Linked DNA regions of Mus musculus: region 2 is linked to region 1. The links are chromatin contacts, called in public HiCAR-type maps. All regions are on one chromosome and are shown on one strand. Each heading gives the region's core, a stretch centred on a gene start, on an enhancer-like site or on the middle of the called end of the contact. The rest is flanking DNA. Distances are from core to core; before and after follow the strand shown. Region 1 overlaps Snd1 (staphylococcal nuclease and tudor domain containing 1). Region 2 has its middle 4.8 kb from the start of Gm25589.

Evidence for each region. HiCAR-type assays count read pairs that join an accessible place to other places.
Region 2: a HiCAR-type map of astrocytes shows a contact between it and region 1, with 2.2 times the contacts expected there. The contact joins two enhancer-like sites. A contact is called at or near these places in 1 of 115 datasets of contacts at active chromatin or transcription factors (astrocytes) and 1 of 9 other capture datasets (embryonic stem cells).

What each region holds. Positions count from the first base shown.
Region 1 is chr6:28,616,563-28,621,895 of GRCm38.p6, forward strand. The region is part of intron 10 of Snd1 (staphylococcal nuclease and tudor domain containing 1); the gene reads left to right. Among named protein-coding and RNA genes, the nearest start is that of Snd1, 140 kb to the left of the region's middle. Within about 2 kb of position 2,224, at least 41 of the 459 cell types and tissues checked have an H3K27ac peak or open chromatin away from gene starts, as enhancers often do. A contact at or near this core is called in astrocytes, where this site is marked.
Region 2 is chr6:29,115,520-29,121,223 of GRCm38.p6, forward strand. No RefSeq gene overlaps it. Among named protein-coding and RNA genes, the nearest start is that of Gm25589, 4.8 kb to the left of the region's middle. Within about 2 kb of position 2,137, at least 71 of the 459 cell types and tissues checked have an H3K27ac peak or open chromatin away from gene starts, as enhancers often do. A contact at or near this core is called in astrocytes, where this site is marked.

The sequences.
Region 1 (5,333 bases), core at 974-3,473:
ATAGACTTAGTCTCAAATTTATAAGGCTTTGGACAACAATTTTTCCCTTTCTTTTTCTTTTCTTTTCCTTTTCTTTATAATTGTTAGTTAATGGTCTGTTTTTAGTAATAGCTGAGGTATCTCTAGCTCATCAGTTAGTTCATCTTTCCTTGAACTGTAAGGATTTCTGATTCCTTGTAGCTCCTGGCTCTTTACAGTTTGTCTCTGCGCCCCCCCCCACCTCCCCTCATGATAAGTAATAAGAGTTCATTGTGTTAAACTTGTAAAGAGACAGAAGATTGCCTTAAAGATTTAGCCAAGAGGCCATGGTGACATGTGCCTGTCTCTATTCCCAGATCTTAGGGTGCAGAGGCAGGAGGATGGCAAGTGCAGGGTCAATTTAGACTTCATAGCAACATTCTGTCATTAGAAAAAAGGCTAAATTAGAGAAGAACATATTGATTGCTTGGATTTTATTTCTCACAATTGTGCATTGTTATTTCAAGCCTAGGTGCTCTGGTAGGATCATTAAATTGCCAGTAGTTCTTAGTCAGCTAATATACTGTGAGAGAGGCCTTCTTCAGTGGATCTGCTAACTGTGTTCTAGAGCTGGGTGAGAACTCTTCTTTGTAACCCACGTGGAGATGTACCCATTTCACTTATGCCCATAATCACAATAAGTACATTTTGATTTTTCAGAAATCTTTCCTGTTTTCTCTTCTGACTGTTCACCCTTGGCACTTTTTTGTTTGTTTGTTTTTTGTTTTTTGAGACAGGGTTTCTCTGTGTAGCCCTGGCTGTCCTGGAACTCACTCTGTAGACCAGGCTGGCCTTGAACTCAGAAATCCGCCTGCCTCTGACCCCCCCCCCCCCCCCATCCCAGTGCTGAGATTAAAGGCATGCGCCACCACGCCTGGCTTCCCTTGGCACTTTCTAACATTCCCTTGCTGGACACTTTAGAAAAGCATTTTTCTCCTTCACACTAATCTTCCCACGTGAGGTGTGGCTCGTAAGATAAGACCTATATGAAGTAATTAAATTATAGTAATGTAGAAAGTGATTAATGCTGTAATGTTACTTTATCTCTTCTGTCTCTTGACATTAGCTCTCTTGTTAACACAAGATGGTATAAAACTTAACTCAGTTAAGTAGATTTTATTTTCTCGTGGAATTTGTATTTTCCAGCCTGCTCTCTGAGCATGAACTCAAGAGTTCAATTAATTTCAACTGCTACGTGGGTTTTGCCTTGTTTTCTCTGAAAAACCATTTAAAGGCAAAAACTGAGGCCAATCACCATGTAGACTAGTAGTAGCTCCTACCATGCTCACTGTCAGGAGCCAGACTTCCATTATTTGATTGGTAGCAAACAGTCTGCTTACCCAGATCATCTGGTGCCAGGAGATGTTTAAAGAATATTACCTGTGGATTAAGGTGCCTCATTTCACCTTTGGCTTCTGGATTACTAACCTTGAACCTTGTTCTCTTTGAGTATGCTGTTCCTTTCTGTCTAGTTACCCTGAATCCTCTCTACTCCTCTGGGGAAGCTGCCGCCGCCATTGTTTCTCATCAGAGCAGGGTTTTGTGTGTGTGTGTGTGTGTGTGTGTGTGTGTGTGTGTGTGTGTGTGTGTGTCGGGGGGTGGGGGGGGGGAAGGTTTTCGCCCAGTTTTGTGTGGGAAGCCACACCTGTGCAGAAAGGACAGATGGGGCAAGTCTCCGGGACTGTCTTCTTTTGAAGTTTCCTTCAGTGAGTCTGGGATCCACCTTTCTGTTGGCTGCACTTTCTTACTTGGAATTCTTGGCTTCCTGTGGCATTTCGGTCTGCAAGGCACAGCGCTGTTCTTTTCTTCTACTCTTCCAATTCCTGCAGGAGCTTTTTCAGTGAGGTGAGGGACCCCATGTGCTTTGCTGCTTGAATAGTGGTTAGGGCCTTAGAGCCTTCACACTGTTTATTCATAAAGTCTTGCCAGGGTCGGGGTGGGGACTTGTCAGGCTCCCATTATTTTCTCCCCTCCCCACTTTTCACTCTGTTCTTTCTCCCCTTTCTCACTGCATCTGAGCAATAAATAGCAGGCACTTCTGAAAAGGCTCTTAGTTGGCTTATGTAATTGAGTAGAAGAGCAGTCTCTTGAGAGAGATTTTTTTTTCTTACATGATAGTCTTGAAAATGGTCCTTTAATTTTGGGATGTGCCAGTTCCTGTGGACTATAATAATCATGTGCTGTGCACCGGAGATAACGGGTCATTCCCTTCAAGGACACGAGGCTGCCTTCAGTTGCTGGACTTCACTCACTCTTGGTTCTATGACGCTGTTCTCCTGGCAGCTTGCCAGCAGACATTTGTAACTGGGACCTTTTGTAGAATTGCCACCTCCCTTGCCTTTTTCCTGTCACCATGGTTAGTGGAGGGCTGCTTGCTCCTCTCTGCTATGGTGTGGTCAAGTTGGCTTGCCCTATCATGTGCTCAGGTTCTACTTCCAGCCTTAGACTAGTTGCATTTGAGGGATGTTTGGATACTGTGTCTTCCCCTCGTACTCGAGTGTTACCAGCTGTCACTGTCCAGAAGGTCACAGAGGAATGCATTCCCCGGGGCTTATTTAACCTACTTGTTTATTTATACTGAAACATCTTATCGTCAGTCAGGCACCTCACTATGGCTTTCCTGCCTTTCTAAACTTTCTGCTTACTTTTGTCTTTTGTGGCATTGACTTCTAGACTAAGCACATCTGTGTTCTTTCTTTACTTCTCCCCAACATTTTCAGTTGTGGCTTGTGAACCTTTTTTCTGTTTCTCCCCGGAATATGTAAGAGCAGTATTAGATTGTAATTTAGTACTTACCCATATCTGTCTGTGCCTTTCTAGTAGACTTGTTTATTCTTAAGGTGTGTTTTAAATGGGAAATATACATAGAGCTAGTTAAGAAATAAAGCTGACACCTCTCCCTACCGCCACAGCAACTACTCCTGGGCGTGGTTTGAGAATGCGCAGTTTGTGCACACTCCTGCAGAAATACTTAGGTATTGCCCATTTGGCCAAGATGGCTACAAGGTGAAGCTTCCCCTGTGCTGTGCTAAGCTTTGTGCTTAGCAGACACTTTTAATAAATAAATAGAAATGTGCTGCTCTGTGTGTTCAGGACTACAAACTAGTGGATATCCTTTTGGATCCTGTCTCCTGGCTGCCAAGGGAATTGAAAGGTCCTTGATTGTAAATATGCGGAGGGCATGTGATACTGTTCCTATTTTAAGTCTATAATTCAAATGGAAATTGCAGCCTTTGTTTATTAAAATGCCATGTAAGGCAGAGCTACTGGGACTGGTCCATTATTTACTGTTTGAAATTTTATACATTTAAGTCTGAGCATGTCTGTTCTTATTTTAATTCAGCAGTCAGTTTTAAGATCATCACAGAGTATAATTCTGCTTGGCTACATTAATTAATATATTATAGTTTGTTTCATTTTTAAGACAAAAGTCAAACTTCTTATTGACCCTGTTTATCTCATAGCACATTTTGTAGTTAAATAATCCCTCTGCATCATGGAAAGCCACATCTTTGCTGGGCTGTCTTTTCTCCCTTTGTGATAGGGAAGAATATAATATATGCTCTGTGAGGGGAATAACAGCCAGTTAGTCTGATGCACACAGGAATAAAAGGACAAGACGTGGTGAGGAATGGCTGAAGGCGATCAACTAGGTTTAGTGGTAATCAGCACCTGCCTTCTGTTTCCAGCCTGAACATTATCCCACATTTGCTTCTTAATATCATATATTACATTTGTGTTTGGAGGTGCCTGGACCTGGGAGTCATCATTAACCCTGTTTGTCTACTGCCCTTATCTTCCTCTCTCCTGCATCGGTAACCATTAGCCATGGGTCATATGTGTGTGTGTGTGTGTGTGTGTGTGTGTGTGTGTGAGAGAGAGAGAGAGAGAGAGAGAGAGAGAGAGAGAGAGAGAGAGAGAGAGATTGGTTTTTTTTGTTGTTTTGCTTTGTGGCTGACATGTGTCTATGAATAGATAATATTCTTTTTGTTTATTCTATATTGTAGAGTTGTACTATGTCTTTCTGGAACTTTCTTCTTCTGTTCAATATTATTTTCAAATTTATTCCATGGTTATGTTGTCCTAATTCAAGTTAATTGTTCTGTATTCCATTATACAACTACACTGTACACAGTGTTAATATGGACACTGTAATACTTGTCTACCTTATGTAAGAATTTTCTAGGTCCGCGAGTCCATACTTACCTGTAAGTAGCATTCATTAATTAGAGGAATGTGTCAAGCAAATATCAGTGCTCAGCACTGTGTGAGAGTAACGTTTCATATTCCTAACAGTAGGTAAAGGACATTCCAATTTCCCCACATTCTTAAGTCTTAAGTATTTTTGTCAGAGTGATTGTTGTAATGTTACTGTTAGTAATATTATTCTTTTTTCTTAAACTTACCATTCTGAGTTACTAGTGAAGTATCTACACAGAGTCTGCCTGTTCTTTCACCTTTTTGTTTGTTTGTTTTAATTTGTCAGTTTCTTGCCATGCATGAGTTCCACCACACCTTGTGTTCCTCCTCCTGACAAAACCCTGCATCTAACAGATGTTGAGCAGTAATAGGGTGCTCTGTGTAAAGCCATTGTTCTATTGGTATATAAGGGTAGTTACTTCCTCTCTTCTGATGTCACTCATCTGGTCACTGCTTGACTATGTCTGTCATTTCTCTCATCTGAAATTAAAACCTAAACTCCTGAAACCCTATTCGCCTGGCAGCTGTGACCTTATTTTTGACTGGTTTTCAGCACCTTTCGAAGGAATCCTTTACGCCTGTTTTCCCTTCACTCATGTTTTTGCTTTCTTCCTAGTGTCTTGTATACTTATTCTTAGATTGGGCATAGCTGCCTAGACCATGCTTAGCTGGAGAGAGAGTTTGGCCCTTCAGGCCTGTCTTGCTTGGCTAACTGCAGTACTTAATACAGACGATCACCCTTCTGCTCAGCTAGTCTTCTAGTGTCCTCTGCTCTGCTCACGGCTGCTCCTTCTCTCTCCTTATGCACTGCACATTCAGTACTCGTCATCCCAGACAGATAACCATGGCCCGGACTGTGAACCCAGGTATCACCTCACACAGTGGCTTTCACACTAACTAGTAAGCCAGTTTATACACAGCCCAGTTCCCTATCTGTGTGTCCAGCTGCCTGGTCAGCTTTATGTAGATCTTAGCAGCTGAAGCTTTCAAGCTCAGCTTCTGCTTGTGCCCTCTCTCCATAGTCAAAGCAGTTATGGTTTCCCTTTTCTTTGACGATCTCTGCTCATTCTTTGCTCAATTCCAATTCATCCTTGATTCTTTCCTTTCTTTGACAT
Region 2 (5,704 bases), core at 887-3,386, 500 kb after region 1:
CTGGCCCATTTGAACCAAGTCTTATTTAAAAGTATCCGTGTTTCTCACTATCTTCATAAAATAACTCCTTCATTATCCAATATAATTTGCCCTTTAAAACTCAGTGTTTAAATCGATAAATATTTATTTTAAATTTTCCCAAAACAAGTTCTATTTTGGGGTGCCTCTATTTTAAATCCCTGACAGCCTCAACCAAACCCCTTCGACTGAAAATAAAATAAAATAAAACAAAAAACAAAATAAAACAAAACAAAACAAAATAAAATGGTGTGGAGGCCATTTCTTTCTCTGCTTTCCCTCTAAGCCAGGTTTTCCCAGTGAGAACCTGGGGGAGTTCGGGAAGCTCATGACCACCTTTTTTTCCGCCCAAGAAGCTGGAGCTGGAGGTACAGTCCCTCCCCACCGGAAGCTGTGGCCTCCACCTCTAGGTTTGGCCCCACCTCCTCTGAGGGTTCATGGGAGCTGCTTCTCCACGGCCCTTGTGGAGGTGAGTTGCTAGGAGCAGTCGCCTCACATTCCTCAAGTGGATTCAGGCAAATTCGCCTTGAGCCTGACTTTTCTGATCAGTGTATTTGCTTGTAGCATCCATTTCTGGACTTTGTAGTGAGGATGAAAGATGCCCTGAAACCACGTCCACAAACTCAGCATGAGCCCAGTATAAGACAGTGGTTAATGGCATCTTCTGCTCTGGCAAAGAAGGCTGCTCCATTGGCAGGCAGGCAGGCAGGCAGGCAGCACCACCTCATATGCCATTCGAGGGTCTGGTATGGTTGAACAAGGAAGTTCTTGCTGGGTGGGATACAGGGAGCATGGTGATGGTGTTACTGAGACCCCTCACCAAACTTGCTCATATTACACCACAGACATTGCCTTATGCAGGTCACACATGAAGAGAGCATGATCCACTGTCCCTGCAGTGACATGACTGGGGCGGGGGAGCCTCCCCGAGAGCTATCGGTCAATAGCCCTTAAGGTAGGCATCTCCCCGGCTGGTTATTCTTTCCCCTTTCCTGTGAATGCACTCAGAGCACTGGGAGCAAAGAGCAACAGAGACCATTCTTCCAAGCCTCCAAGACTTTACACCAGCCATTTTATCAGGAGCTTGCTAACAACAACAGTCTGGGCTTTCTCGCTCTCCAGTTCATATACAAAAAGACTGGGGGCCCAGAGGGGAGTCCAGCACCCTGACTCTTGGCCTTTACCTGTAACTCCGCCACGGCTTCCTGTGTGTGTGTGTGGGGGGGGGGGGTTTACAGTGGTAGACAGAGGTGGTATCAGTCCCAGGACGTGCAGGACCAGCCAGCATTGTATAACTCACTCTTTCCTTGTCCTGGAGAGGCCAGGATCACTTTGAGAAACTGATCTTCATCTTTCTCCTTGTTGTTACTGTCCTGGGCTGCTCCATCTGCTCAAGCCCCCACCCCCAACCCCCGAAAGGACACAGATCCTAGTTAACACCCAGTATCACCAAGAGGCTCAAAATTCAAGTTGTTCTGTAGCAGGTTCCTGGGAACACACATGGGCCCTGTCCTGATCTGAGATGCAACACTCCAACCTGTGTATGCTCCATTTGAAATGTCTAGATGCCCAGAACCCTGTTCTGGGGCCTCCCATGGAGACCTATTAGCACTGCATTACTTTTAAGTGTCTGCTGTATCCAAGTATACTCCCAAGTCGGACAAAGACAGAAAGCTCTTTGCAGGGAGAAAGAAGAGACCACAAGGGCTCTGTAGAGGGTCCTTAACCTCTGCTAATTAGTTAATTCCCCAGAGAGTGGGAAGATGTATGAGGTACCTGGGCAGGGCTGCAGCGAGTTTCTGCCCAGGTCTGCAGAAGGGAGGAGGGGAAGGCCTGCTTCCCTTTCCAGACATTGCTCTCTGTATTCTTCTCTTGGCATCTGGGCATGAGGATGTTGGTGGGCATTTTACTCAGTGAGGTAATCCTAGCACAGTCACAGTAAGCAGGCTAACTGCTACTGTTGGTAGTGACTGCTGTTTGCACTGGCTGTCCTCTGGTGAGAAGTGAGAAAGCAGAAGCAAACAGTTCTTCCAAGAGCCCGTCTCCTTCCATGGGACTTACTCCAGTGGCTGGAAGCCAGCAGCACCCACACACAGCTGCAGGGCTAGAGAGCCAGACTCCCAATTGGTCAGTGTTGGCAGCTGTCCTAGGGTTCAAAGGTATGTGATTCCCCATGCTGGTACTTCAAGCCTAATGTCCCTTTAATAGCTCTTGTCGAATTGCCATGGCTCTCCCTGGAGATTTTCATCACTATGGACAACCGCCATTATCGGACCTCCAGGGGAATGGAGATGTCTTTGGAGTCTGGATTCTGGGAAAGAGAGTTATAAAAGCGAGTGGAACTGATCCACCCCGGCTAAATATGAGCAACTCTGTAGTGTGCCAAGATACAGAGCCCAGCCACCATGAAGAAAATCTTTACACAAATGTATTCTGGGCTCAGGCACTTCTTATATGCTCATGCATATGCACACACACACACACACACACACACACACACACACACACACGAGAAAGAGGCAAAAGATTAAAAACAAATAGCTGTAAGTGGTTTCTTTTGACATAAAGGGGAGGGAAGAAGCTGGCCAAGCAAAGGGCTTAATTTTCAAGTTGAGAAATATAATAAAAAATGTAAATTAATTACATAAGGGAAGGTTTCAAAGGCTTTGCCATCCAAAGCGCATGACATTGAAAATGTTCCTCCTGGGGCTAAGGGTTGTAGCACAGATGGTAATGTTTGCTTAGCATGCAGGAGGCCCTGGGCTCCATCCCCAGCACCAAATAAGCCAGGTGTGCTGGAGAATGCATATGATCCCATATGGGAGGGTCAGAAGTTCAAGGTCATTCTTAGTCTTGTAGCTAGTTCAATGCCAACCTAGGGTGTGACAGATCTGGTCTCAAAACAAACCAAACAAACAAACAAAACCCAGGAAGTGCCTTTCCTTTTCTTACTACCTAGTTTGAAAGAGAAACCACTTTAACCTCCAAACCTTTAGTACCTAGTAAGAATGTGTTTCAGGTTCCTTAAGAAGCTTCCAGAGATAGTGGGCCTGCTCTAGTCCATGTGGGAGGTGCAGCTCCACCCTCTTCTCACTGTGCTCTAGCACAGGCAGTGGCAGCTTCCCCCCCAACCCCCCACCCAGTACAAGGTGCTCTAGAGATTGGAAAGATGAGGGGCTCTAAGCCAGGAAGCCCTATTCAGCCAGGTTTTGTATAATGGAAGTATTGTCCAGCTCTGCATATGTCACGGGTTCTTATCCTTGGGCAGTTCCTTTCATGCCAGACTACACTAAACCCCACCTACAAGGTTCTGCCCCTGGGTGTGATTTGAGAGGGGGTTCCAAACCCTCCTGACTGTAAGTTTCTTTTGACATGAAGGCACCTCCCGTAAACTTCCTGAAACATTCAGTGTATTATGAGGAACCTATAGGAAAAAGGGTTCAGTGTCCATAGTTTTTACCAGGCAGGGTCAACCATCTCCTCTAAAGACCATGCACATGTTAAGAGCTAACCTCAGAAAGCCAGGGTCTGATCCTGAAATCCACAGCTGGCAAATAATTCAGCCGAACAAAGCACCTTTTCCCCTTTGAGGAGCTGCAGACGGAAGCCCAGGACTTCTGGAAAACCAGAGCACTGCTACCCTGAGCCACACCCCAAAGGAATCCAGAGGGAAGGCTGGTCCTGGAGGGTTAGACAGAACACCGTGGGTAACTGAAAAATGGAAGTGTGAGACTCCAAAGCAGTAGGCTGTCCAAAGCCAGATCCAGTGTGCGCAGAAATCAAAAGGCCAGTGTGGTGGCATGTGCCTAAAATCCCAGCATTTGGAAGGCTGGTGCAGGAGAGAATCATGTGTTCTCGGCCAGCCTCGCCTATAAAATGGTTTCATGGCACTGGTGTTTCCATGTTTAAAAAGTGAATCTCTGGGATTAAAATGTATGCAATACATTTATTATAATTTTAAACACATTTTCATAAAATTTTAGCTTTTAGAAAGTATGATGCATATAATTTACAAGGAATAATATACAATGTTTTTCATTGGAATTCTGAATAATTGCTCAATGTTTACAGAATGCTTTTGTAGTTTGCCCCTCTTGAGCAGGGAACCTGCAGGCAGGTACAGTTCACCCATGGCTTAACACAGTCAGATAACGATAAATGTTTGGTTACTACTGTGTTTAGCAGTCACTCCATTTGTTGAGTGGATGTGGGCTACTGGTCAGGAGAGGACATGGGAAATGGTTCAGAGTTAATTAGGAGTTGCCTTCCCATTGGTGGGTTCAGAATCAGAAGTGCCATCCTGGGGGTGCAGCTGGCATGGGGACATCATCTCTCAACTGCTGTCCCGAGAAAGGCCAGACGTGCTTCCAGGGGCACTGGCCATTACAGTTTCTCCTCTGGCTGATTTGGTGAGTTGTTCATTCTCTTGGTAGTTAATCCCACCTTTGCAAGAACCCAAGCCTCCATTGTTCCCCAGAACCTCGATGCTAAGATGCAATGTTTGGAGGGGTAGGCAAACCACTGGCCAGTGCTTTCACGGGCATCTTATCACGAACGCCTTAAGCTCATCGTTTGTAAAACTCAGGGCACGGTGCGGACCTCGGTCCATCTGTGCTCTCTCGTGCAATGACAGCTTGCCCACTTGGACCAGAACACAGATAGTGTGTTTCCTGCGGTGGCATCCAAAGCATGGCTTTTGAGTCTCTCATGCCTGAAGTATTTATGGGTGTAATTGGTTCAGGGAAAAAGAAAAGAGGAAAGAAGAGCTGGGGAGACTGCAGGGACACGTGACAGTCACTTGGCGCTGAGCTGCCTATGTTCAGCCCTGTACTTGAGGGCTGGTATTCCTCCGGAGTCCAGGAAGATAGAAATGGATGAGCTCTTCAGACAAATAAAGCAACATCTGAAGGAGCTGCTGGTAGGCTAGGACCCAGACAACGGTGCAGGAGAAAAAGAAAGAGGAAATGATGTAATGATCTAAGTACCTAATACAAGGGGAATAAGGCTGACTAAAAGGAGAACACACACACACTCCATATGTGATATAACGTTATAATATGTTGTGTGTATATATATGTTATATGCATACATATATATACGTGTATGTTTGTAGAAAGATCGCTGTCACACCTCAGTAACTGTCCTTAATAAGATACCACCAAGGACAGCTATATGCCAGGTGAGTTTCCATGGGACAACAAAACCTAGAGAGTAGACAAGCAAGCCACAGTAGCATATGCTGTTGAGTGACAGGCCAATCCGTAAGTATGCCTGTGACTTAGAGCCACTCATCTCTCTGAAGAGTCAGGCCTTGAGCCTGAACTAGAACAATGAGTGGTATCTGAGTCGAGAAGAGAGGTAGCTTGCTACAGACAAATTGTAGCAGAAAGGACATAGGTGGCTCACTCACACTGTGAGCATCAATTACTATTATTGTTCACTTGTGATTCGGGACTCTTCTAGTTGCACCGATTGAGAAAATGATCCTGATGTCCTTCACTAGCCCAGGTATGCCTCGGTATGAGCACTATAGAGGTCCTACTATGCTAAGATGGGCATTGGTGTCTGCAGGAAAACATAAAATATAACCCTTGCTTTCAAGGACAAAATGATGCCCCTATCAGATGTCCAGTGAGTTTTCAGAATGGCTCTTCAGCTTACTACCAATAAAAGGCAGTGAGCGCCG